Linked DNA regions of Arachis hypogaea: region 2 is linked to region 1. A link is a contact called in public Hi-C data. All regions are on one chromosome and are shown on one strand. Each heading gives the region's core, a stretch centred on a gene start, on an enhancer-like site or on the middle of the called end of the contact. The rest is flanking DNA. Distances are from core to core; before and after follow the strand shown. Region 1 holds the start of LOC112737421 (GCN5-related N-acetyltransferase 10, chloroplastic). Region 2 holds the start of LOC112737429.

What was found. A called contact is a pair of places that touch in the nucleus more often than the background predicts.
Region 2: a Hi-C map of leaf shows a contact between it and region 1, with 3 times the contacts expected there. The contact joins the promoter of LOC112737429 here to the promoter of LOC112737421 in region 1. A contact is called at or near these places in 2 of 8 Hi-C or Micro-C datasets (both in leaf).

Annotation. Positions count from the first base shown.
Region 1 is chr13:15,224,539-15,230,186 of arahy.Tifrunner.gnm2.J5K5, forward strand. It overlaps LOC112737421 (GCN5-related N-acetyltransferase 10, chloroplastic), which reads right to left and starts at 2,934. Exons shown (of 4, transcript XM_025787327.3): 1 at 2,151-2,934; 2 at 1,861-1,913; 3 at 1,610-1,780; 4 at 1,201-1,519. The coding sequence starts at 2,534. The coding sequence ends at 1,303. It overlaps LOC112737420 (chloroplast envelope quinone oxidoreductase homolog), which reads left to right. Exons shown (of 4, transcript XM_025787326.3): 4 at 104-1,155. The coding sequence ends at 793. LOC112737423 (MICOS complex subunit MIC10) reads right to left here. Exons shown (of 3, transcript XM_025787329.2): 3 at 4,593-4,822. The coding sequence ends at 4,802.
Region 2 is chr13:15,359,891-15,365,446 of arahy.Tifrunner.gnm2.J5K5, forward strand. It overlaps LOC112737429, which reads right to left and starts at 2,314. Exons shown (of 2, transcript XM_025787336.3): 1 at 1,177-2,314; 2 at 297-809. The coding sequence starts at 2,166. The coding sequence ends at 471. It overlaps LOC112737430 (transcription factor bHLH81-like), which reads left to right. Exons shown (of 5, transcript XM_025787337.3): 5 at 1-27.

The sequences.
Region 1 (5,648 bases), core at 1,684-4,183:
CTTTCTGAAACCTGTAAATTTTCCAAGTTTAGATCGTTGTCCAACATATCCTAGGATAATATTTCCAATATCTATTTTATGTGTTGTTTGTTTTGAATGGCAGTATGGAGGTGGATTAGCAGAGTATGCCGTTGCTAGTGAGAGCTTAACTGCTATCAGACCAGCAGAAGTATCGGCTGCTGAAGCAGCAGCTCTACCTGTTGCCGGTCTCACTGCTCGTGATGCCCTCACTGAAATTGCAGGAGTCAAGCTTGATGGGTCTGGCCAGCAAAAGAACATATTGGTAACTGCTGCTTCGGGTGGTGTAGGTCATTATGCTGTTCAACTAGCAAAACTAGGGAACACACATGTGACAGCCACTTGTGGGGCTCGCAACATCGAGTTTGTTAAGGGCTTAGGAGCTGATGAGGTTCTTGACTACAAGACTCCAGAGGGGGCAGCCCTAAAGAGTCCATCAGGCAAGAAATATGATGCTGTGATACATTGTACAACCGGAATACCATGGTCAACTTTCAGTCCTAATTTGACTGAAAATGGGAAGGTAATCGATTTGACACCTAATGCGAGTTCTTTGTGGACATTTGCTGTGAAGAAAATTACTTTTTCCAAGAAGCAGCTGGTGCCATTCTTCGTTACTATCAAGCGGGAGGGCCTGGAGCATATGGTTCAGTTAGTGAAGGATGGGAAAATCAAGACTGTTATTGACTCTAGGTTTCCTTTGAGCAAAGCTGAAGATGCTTGGGCTAAGAGCATTGATGGCCATGCTACTGGAAAAATCATTGTGGAGACATAAGCTCTGTTTGCTTGCAGTTTCAATATTTCTGTGTATCCATGTATGGTACAAGGTATATAGAAGTGAATAAGCAGCATATGCTATGCTGCTGTTTTTATGTATTCTAGTGTTTGGAGTGTGTCATTCCTTTGCTGTTTGTAAATGGTAAGATCTTTTTTTTTTTTGGGGTGTGTGATATAAGATGCTTTATTAGGGAAATCACTCAAGTCTTTTACCTGGATTTTATTTGTTTTATTTTATTTATTTTATTTTCATTTTTGGGGTGCTTGTGTTAGTATGTAAAAACAGTTTATCTCTGCTGTTAAGCACTTTCCGCTGTTTAGTTTATTGCATACGAATTTTAGTAAAAGGGTTTGCTAAAAGTTTGAGGCTTCTCACTTGAAAAGCATATTTTGACAGCATGAGAATTACAAAATAGTTATACTATCACAAACTATGTACTTATGATACACTTTACTCATGTTGAGGTTTCGTTTGGATGTAAGATGTCTCAAAACTTATACATTAAGCTAGCTAGTTCTTTTAATCATAAGAACACGACATTTTCGTCCAATCCAATTACTTGTCCATGGTGGATCTCTAGACACAACATGGTATCCTGCATTTGTGTACAATTTGCGTGCACCAAGATCTTCTTCATAAGCCCGAAGTGCAAGAAACTCATGACCCCACAGAATGGAAAGCTTGTCACACGCTTCCAACAATGCAGTAGCTATTTTCCTCCTCCTGTAGTCACCAGTTAGTTTCATAAATACACACTTAACAGCACAATGAAAACCAAATAAACGAAGTCTATATTAGATTTCACTTAGCTACCTGAATGTTTTGGAGACTGCTATTCCTGATATGTAAAGGTACTCTTGTGCTTCAGCAGGAAGATGTTGAAGCACATCTCGGTCTCTTAAGACAGTGACATCTATGACCCCTACAAGTTGTTTTTGTGAATCTGCATCTTCTGTGGCTGCCTCAGCCACCAAACAAGCATACCTACACAAACACCAATGATCAATTCTTGATATTTCTCTCTCTTTTATTATCTTTAGAAGTTCAGATGTTCACAAATTTACCTATTGGGAGGTGAGTTATTAAGCTTGTACATGAGCCCAGAAAGCACTTCCGCCTACTTGCATATTGTAAATGCATCAAATTCACAGTGAACTAACGAAGTGATTTCTTTTAGAATTTAATTTTGATACGCGTAAAACAGTTTTGCACGGAACGCTAGCTACATCAATAATACTACTTGAATGAATAGTAAAAAAAACTAATGCAATTGAATGAGTACAAAAAATATTTTACATAATCAGAGTATCTGGTTGAAAAAGAAAAAGAAAAATAAGAGAAGCAAAAGATTGACCTTAAAGAATTGAAAGAACAAGTCATTAAAAAGAGCCACAGGCTCATGGAACGCTTCTGCCTGAATTAGAGCGGCTTTCTTTGTCTCATCTTTATTCTCAACAAGCCTCCTTACCTTCCATCCATATTCACATACCAAATACTCGAGTTGCTGCTTAAGCTTCTCACCAGCGTTCTCAATCTGCTGCTGCAGACTCAAATTCTGATCTGCACGAGATAACTGAGAAGTACTACTTGTGGTGGTGCATTGCAACACAAAGCCGCCGCTACTCCTTCTCACACTACTGCAACATGCATTTCTGGAAACTGCTCTAGAATCAAGAAAGATTTCTGAGCAGAAAAGCTTGTGTGAAGTGGTGGGGTTGCATGCCAGTAAATAAGCCATACATAAATGCAACCAAACAAAGAAAGAAAACAAGATAAGCAAGCTTATACGCTACATAACATAGCCTTCTTGCTGGTGCTGGTGATGTCAGATGCAGGATCCATTACAGGATTCCGAGTGGGACCACCAGTTCTTGCTTTTGTGGACTCTCTTGCTCTCTCTGACTCTGCCTCTCAAATATATAGGCCACGTGGATTCATGCCAGCCAGGGAAAACTGAATGAATGTCATTTCTATATTCGAAGTAGTGATTCTCTTGCTGCTCGTCGTATATAAAGGTTACAGTGATAATTAGAAAATTTGTTACAAATGTAAATAGTTATTTTGATTGATATTTAATTAGATGCATATATAAAATTATTTTATATTAATAATATATTAAAATTAAATTTATATATTATATTTCATTTATTGCATTGTATTAAATTTTAAATAATTTATACTATTTTATTTTAATTAAAAAATTATATTTTAGTAATTTTTGATACGTCTTTTAATATTAGTTCAGATAGTAATTTTTAGGTCTTTTTATATTCTTTATAATTTTATCTTTTTAAAAAATATAATTAGAGTAATTATTTAAATTAGTTTGTAAAATTTTTAAAATTATATATTTTAGTCTTTTAGATTTTAAAATACACAAATTTTTAATATTTTTTTGTTAGATAATACAATCACTTTTTGTTAGTCACTAAAATATTAAAAGCTATTTTGTGTATTTTAAAATCGAATAGACTAAAATATCTGATTTTAAAAATTTCAAAGACTAATTTAAATAATTACTCATATAATTATCGACAACTTAAAAATTCATAATGGTGATCAAGTTTTAATTACTAGACTCTATTAAATTCTAACCATTACATCTATCAATAAAAGATATGCGAGTAAACACTCAATTCGACCCTTATTTATTTTCACGAAAGACAAGGCGATTTCTGTCTAAAAAAGAGATACTCCGGGTCTCAACCTTTTTATTTTGGGACAATACGATTTTTCTATTTAAAAATTCGTTAAATAGTAACGTAAATTAATTTTGTGGAAGTTTTATTTGTAATTTGTGGAGTTTTAAATTCCCACAAACTATTAATAAGTTTGTTTTCAAAAAATTCCTTCACCAGTGGTGGTTAAATGGAAAAAAAAACCATTAATAGACATGATATCGCAAGAAAAAAAATAATTGTAGTACGAAGACTTTTTAAAGGAAAAAAATAGCATTAAATAAGAAACGAAAGAAAATAACATTAATGTTGATAATATTAGTATTGTTGAAAAAAACTTTGTGAAAATTTAAAATTCTCACAAAATACAAATAAAATCTCCTATAAAAATAGTTGTCATTACTATTTGACAGATCTTTTATTAGAGAAGTCATATTATTCTAAAATAATAAAAAAAAATTTGAGGGTTTAGGTGTCTTTTTTTTTTATATAGGAATAGTCCTTTGTGAAAATGGACCAAATTGAATCTTCAATCAAAGATATGCATAGTTTAAATTTAACCAGAACACTAATGTCCAATTTTTAAACGGGAACATTTTAAAAGCGTCCCATTTCATCCATGTGTTATGCGTCCGAAAGTTTGAACCTTTAATAATTTCATCTTCCCGGGATGTCATTTTACGTGGTATCGACGAACTTTCACTTTCAACAAAGTACATATGGCATGATGTATAAAACCAAGTACTTATTCGATTGTTTTAATTTTCATAATACAACTCAAATACTGAAATAGGTAACAAGCTCACAAACACAACACAAATCATATTTTGATATTTCCACAACTGGCAATTTCTTATGCATAGACTTAATTCCCCAAAATCCTGCCGTGGGGCCTTTAACTAACTTCGGATGGGAATTCAAGCTCAGAAACGAAGAACGAGCACTTCTTGTTCATTCAACTTCATCTTTCTAGCTAGTGTATCCATTATTCGATTCCATTTAAGACTCACGGCAAGAAGCCATCCAGTTCAATTATACAAGACAAAATTGAAATCACACAAAGACGCATGGTGTCATATGCCTAAGCAGAAATGATAAGACACTAGCTAGCATTCAGATTGAAAATTGTGCAGACACAACTTGAAATCTGCAGAAGGCAATGGTTATTTCTATTTTGTGATCCAACGTTAACAGCTTGTGAATGAACTCTGCATACATTACAGAATCACAGGGTTTCTACATGTTACCGGTATGGAAAAAAAACCACCAATAATAATAATAACATTCTGTCTTGACATCCAAGAAGCGGGATCCCTTAAGCAAGCATCTACTCCGTGTCCGACACATTCTGGAAATAAGAGCAAGTAAGCAAGTTAAGTTCCCAATCCACTCAGTGCAAGGGCATGCATTGCCCACAAAAGTTACATAATGAGCAATCAAATCAACCAGTATCCCCTGCCACTCAGATTAAAAGTAAAACAAACTACAACCACCAGCATTTAAGCTTCAGTCTTCTCTAGTCATTACCATATACCAGTGGAAGTTCATAGTTCATAAGATGTCCACAATTGAGATTAGAGAAAAGAACAAAAAAGTCCCTGACCTTTTATCTCGAAGGGGATTAAGGCCCAGTTTGGGTAACTAACTTAATTAAGCTCCTTTTGATAAAATAACTTAAACAATAAATGACTCTGTTAAAAGTAACTTATAAATAAGTTATTTTGTGTTTGGATTTTTAACTCTAAAAGTGCTTATTTTATAGAAATGTAATGAAAAGTAGAAGTATTATGAGAGAAGTCATTTTTTTTAACTTCTCTATAAGCTCCAAAATAGTTTCTTAGAAAGTTGTAATTTAGTTTTGAAAATTGCACCCAACATTAATACTACTACTTTTCATAAGTCAAAAGTTAAAAAAAGCTACTTCTAGAGTTTCCCAAACGGACCCTAAATCCCTCATCAAATTTAATTACAATTAAATTCCCGATCTTTCAAAACAGGAGACATAGGTCCCCTTGGTGATGATTTGAACCCAGTATGAAGGGACCTATGGCTATGTGTCTCCTGTTTACAAAGGTCAGGGCTTGTTTGTAATCAAATTTGGCAAGAGACTTAATCATATTCGCTATAAAATGTCAAGAACCTATTTGTCCATTTCTCTTGGATTATTTCAATAT
Region 2 (5,556 bases), core at 1,064-3,563, 130 kb after region 1:
TAACTTCAGTAGAGAAGTCCCTTTGTAGTTTTGCGTCATTTGCATATTTTCATCCGACCAAATTTGTGACACTTGCTTAACCATCAGAGGCGAATGAATCCTAAAAGCAGCATATAATTTATTTATTTACCATTTAATTAATTTCAAACAAATAGATGTAGGAACAGTGACGAAAGCAAACCAAATGCGTCACTTCCGAGTTCCGACCAAAGATTGAAGGTAATGTAACCGTTCCTTTATTTAAAGCATGATCCATACTGTGAAAACTCATTGATATAAGCATAACACATTAATCATGAGGAAAAAAACACTATATTATAACGTACTTCGTAAACATAAACATACTAATAAACTATGAACTATGAAAGATATAAATCTACGGATTGACTACACTAGTCATCACAAACATAAAACACACATTTACAAACACGTATCTTCACAAGAAACATTACTGCTAAATTTTTTTTAGCTCAACATGGGCCGTGATGAACACGCTGACCCAAATAGATGAGATGCCAAGTAAGAAACATGAGAGTGAGGATGTTTAAGATGGAGGAGTATGAATTCAACTTCTTCAGCTTCTCATTAAGCTTGAAAATTTTCGATCTGAATGCATCTTGCTCTGCACCTCGTGTGGGTGTTGCTGCTCCTGAGGCCGAGGCTGGGGTGGTGGCGCTATTTGTGCCGGTTTCATTAGGATCAGCAGTACTGTGCTGATGTTGATGCTCTTCTGTTCTGCTATGTTCACCAGTCATATCCTCTCTTCCCCTTCCTTCTTCTTTCTCCAGTTTCATCCTTTCGAACATCAGCTAATCATTAAAAAGAAAAATTGAATCAATATCATATTTTAAAAAGCTTCCCTGATACCATTATATCCTGATACCAGTATAATCTCAACGAGGTAAATCTTGATATGTGTACGAAAAATAAGCAGACACATGATTCCACATTCTCTTTATGATTACTTCAACACCATATAAACCTTAACTTGTTTGTGTATTTAAAATGTTTTTAACAGCTTTCAATACCAAAATACGAAGGTGGAAAACATTGATGCTGAAGTGCTCATATGAAATCATTAATTGTCATTAATATTTCCAAGAAAGAGAATTGGTTTTAACTGTCAGCAGAGACTAGTCTGTAATCTAAGTGAAGGAAGAAGTAACGGTTATATACCTTAGTAGCGCGAGGTTCCAAGTAAACAGAATTGGCAAAAACAGTGAAAAGTGCAGCAATAAGGTTATAAGCTTGAAATATCTCAGCTTTACGAGAGAGCGCCTTGGTCCTATGGCCAAAGACATGGCCCACCAAAGCCATCCCAGTACTATAAGCCATAGCTTTGAAATATACAGGGTATATCTTACTTTGTACCACCGCAAATTGTTGTCTCGGCATAACCCTCGACAGCACATAGCTTGAGAAGAAAGTAACCCAAACACACAGTCCATAAGCAGTTGCAAACCCCATCAAATTTGCCACACCCATTAATGAATCCAAATAGTCCATGGATCCCAAATATTCAGCAGCAACTCGCCTCATGGCTACCCGAACCCCCAAAAGCATATCATTTCCTTCCGTGACGTTCATAACCACATCATTCCTGAGGGTTTGCCCTTGTTCTTTTGCCTTCTCCACAGCTTCTTTTGTATACTCCTTTGCATCATGAGCTTTATCGTAAACGGTTTCTTTGGCCTTCTCAACTACACCACGCGCCGCCTCTTTCTTCCTTGCCAACGACTCTCTCTCTAGGTCTATAACGTCATGGGCTTTGTCTTTGGCTTTATCCACGGCACTGGCTATCTTATGCTTGCACTTTCCGTAGGCATCACAAATGAGGTCCTTGGAAGCGTGGAGGAAGGCGGCATCATGTGCTTGGGAGGATAATCCTTGTCCCACGTTAGGGAGAACGGATGCCGCCTCCTTCATCTTCTCCTTGGCGGTGTTGAGAAGAACACCACCGGGGTCGGATTCTGCGTGCTGCTCCGGTGAAATGGAGATTTTGGTGTTCTGATGACCATCTCCATCAAATTCAACAACGACAACCCGATGGCCTTCTTTGACAATGGTGCTTTCCGCTTGCTTTTGATCTGCGGACGGCGTGGGAGAGAACAGGCCTGCTCCTGCAAGAGAAGTCAAAAACAGACTCAACGCTAATACGTTCATCATTGTTACTATTGGAAATGAAAAATGGACTTTGAAGGTTGAACGATGTGATGGGATTGTTGTATATACGATGTCGCAGATTGGAGATTTGTTTCGGTTTTTGGAATATGCAGAAGTCGGTGGTTTGCAACACTCCAATGTAACTGACACGTTGTATGGAGGAATAGAATCAGGTGGCAACACGTGTTATAGCTCTACCTGAAGTGGCCACGTAACCCTTACCGTGTCGAGATCAAAGGGGTCTGTTTGCTGGATGAGTGTGAGTGCGCTACCATAACATTCCACTGTTTTCTTAGTGAATCGATCTCTTAACTCTTGTCTTATATTTTTACTAGAGGGTTGAATAATCCATTTTTAAACGTTAAAAATAATAAAAATATATTTAATTTGTTTTTTTTTAATGTATTTTTAATATTTGAAAATATAAAATTATATTTCTATTAAATATATAATTTTAGTTATTTAAATTTTTATTAAATTAATAATTTATTTTTATATAGTATTAAATATAAAATAAATTATTATTTTAAAATTATTAATTGTAGTTATATTGATTTATCCCTAAGAAATAATATTAAAAAAATTAAATAATTAATTTATTATTCATTAACACCTTTAATTCAGTAAATACATAATAAGTATTAAATAAATATACTTGTTCAATCTTAAATTTTTAGAATTAAATTGACCTACTTTTAGTATTATTTATTATACTTGACTTCTTTAAACATCATCTTCTTATTTTTTTACCCATATTATGAAATTATTTTTTATTAAAATTTATTAATAAAATTTTATTCTTGAAAAAAAAGACAATATAAAAAATTTTATTTTCATGTTTTCAAGATGTCTATGCAAATTAGTTAGAAAATAAAAAATTTGACAACAATATTTAAAAAATGAAAGAGTTGACAGTGTTAAAAAACTAAAAAAAAAAAACGGTAAAAAAGAACAAAAAATAAGTTTGTATTAATTTTTGAAGAAGTACTTTTTTTTATTTTATAAAAAAATGTTTAATAAAAAATTATTTTTGTTTAGATAATTTTTTAAGAAAAATTTTAAATATTAAAAATATTTTTTATTTATATTTTTTTAAAAGTAAAGTATTGTTAATTTTTAAAAAATGTAAATAATTTTTTTAAAAAAATACTTTTTTTAAAGATGTATTTAAATAAATTTTAAATTAAATAAACATATTTTATTTAAAAAAATTATTTTTTTACTAAAAAAAATCCAAATTAGCATTAAAAATGATCAAAGATAAAATATATAATACAATTTAAAAATGTAAATACCATCTAAATTATATAAATTAATAAATAAAATGTTTAATTTATTTATTCATAAAATATTCTATTTTTTGTGCTACAATCATAATTATATTGAATTATCACTATCTACTGAATAAAGTTATTATTTATTTACTGTGCTAATTACATCGTTATCTTTTCTTTATCAATCAATGCAGTGACAATTTGTCTTCATCTTAACGTTGCAAAATACCATTTGAAATCATAATGAAAAAACAACAAAAGAAAGCAGATAAAATTGCATAAATAAATATATGCGTATAAAAACGTGAGTTAGATTTTCACCGAACTTCTCACCCAAATAGTTCCCCACCGCCTGTATTATATTGGTCAAATTCTAAATTTAGCAGCTATCATACATATTAATAAATTGACTCAACCACTATTTAATAAGCTGATTATTTTACTTCTTTCTTACTAAGATATTCTTTATGGAGAGATTATATCCTTATCTCTTCTCTATCTATAAATGCGAGAGTTTGAATTCAATTTAGTATAGTTGCAAGATACCTTGCAAAATCATAATAAATTAATAAAAAAAAAATCACAAAGGAAAGCAGATAAAGTGAACATAGAAATAGGTATAACAACATTCAATGACAGTCTAACGTTGGAGCCTCTCATCAAAATGGTCACCCACTTATATTAGTTAAATCTAAAGTTTAACTGATATTATACATAGATAGACTTAATTACTATCTCATAACCTGATTTTATTTCCATGCTTCTATGTAGGCATCTGATTTAATATTTAGAACACCAAAAAATACTCTATTTTTATTTTTTATTTGATTATTTTTTAATATTTTATTTATATAAATGCTCTTTTTTATTTTTTTATAAAACTTTATTTTATTTTATTTTATTTTTTATTCTGTATTATAATTTTATTAATCTTACTAAAAAGAATGAATTCAATAAAATTAATATAAAATAATATTAAAATTATAAATAATAAAAAATTATAATTGAAAGAGTACTAAAAAATATAAGAGTACTATAAAAAAATATTAAAATTTATTTAAATATTTAAATATTTAAAATAAAATAATTATTTAAATTTGTATCTTTTTCAAAAAAAATTTATCTAAAAATAATTTTAAATAGTATATTCAAACAACGTTTAATTTATTATAATTTATTTTAATATAAAAATTATCAAACATAAATTCCTCTGACACCAATTTGTTTTTAATAAAAATAAATTTTATAAAATCCATTTTATACAAATTTTTATTTATAAACTTTTAATTCAAACACATATTAAGCCACTTCTTTTAAATTACTAATAAATTTAAAAAAATAAAAGTTTTATGATTAAATGTATTACTCAACCTCATTAGTATTTTAAAAATTATATATAGATACAAAATTTAATAATAAAGGTACATATATAAAGATGTAGAATAATGATATATTTATATCATCGAACTTGATTCATATCTACTATAATGAAATTAAATTTATATTTATAATCATGATTTTAGTGGATGATAATTAAAAAAGAGGTAAAAAAAATCCAAATCTATCTATTTCTCTAGAATTACAAATATATATTATTATAAAAATTATTTATATGATAGTGCTATCTAATTTTTTTAGACTTTATTTGTTACATCATATAATAATATAGGTTATTACACATTTAAATATTTTTCATTTTAAGTTTATTTAAGTAGTCCAACACCAACAAAAATCATTTAGACTCAGCGTGATTATATGCTTATCTTCTTCTCACGTTCATTTACGGATGGAGCTTCTTTTTCTTTTCACGCTGATTTATGTACAGAGCATCTTCGCGTTTCTCCTCCTATTCATTCTTTTTCGCCTTCCTTTCTAATTTTTTTTGTTGTTGTTGCTGTATTTCTTTCTTTCTTTTTCTTCTTCTTTTCCTGGTGAAGAAGCGAATGTGAAGAGGAAGAGTTTGAATGGTGTAGAACAGAAATGAATCAAAATCATATTTAGAAATAAACCCAAAATTAAATTCAGAATGTAAACTCGTTTCAAAACAAGCACAGACTAAGTGCACCTTGTTAGGAAATTATTTGATTTCCTAACTTATTTATGGGCAATACATATATTA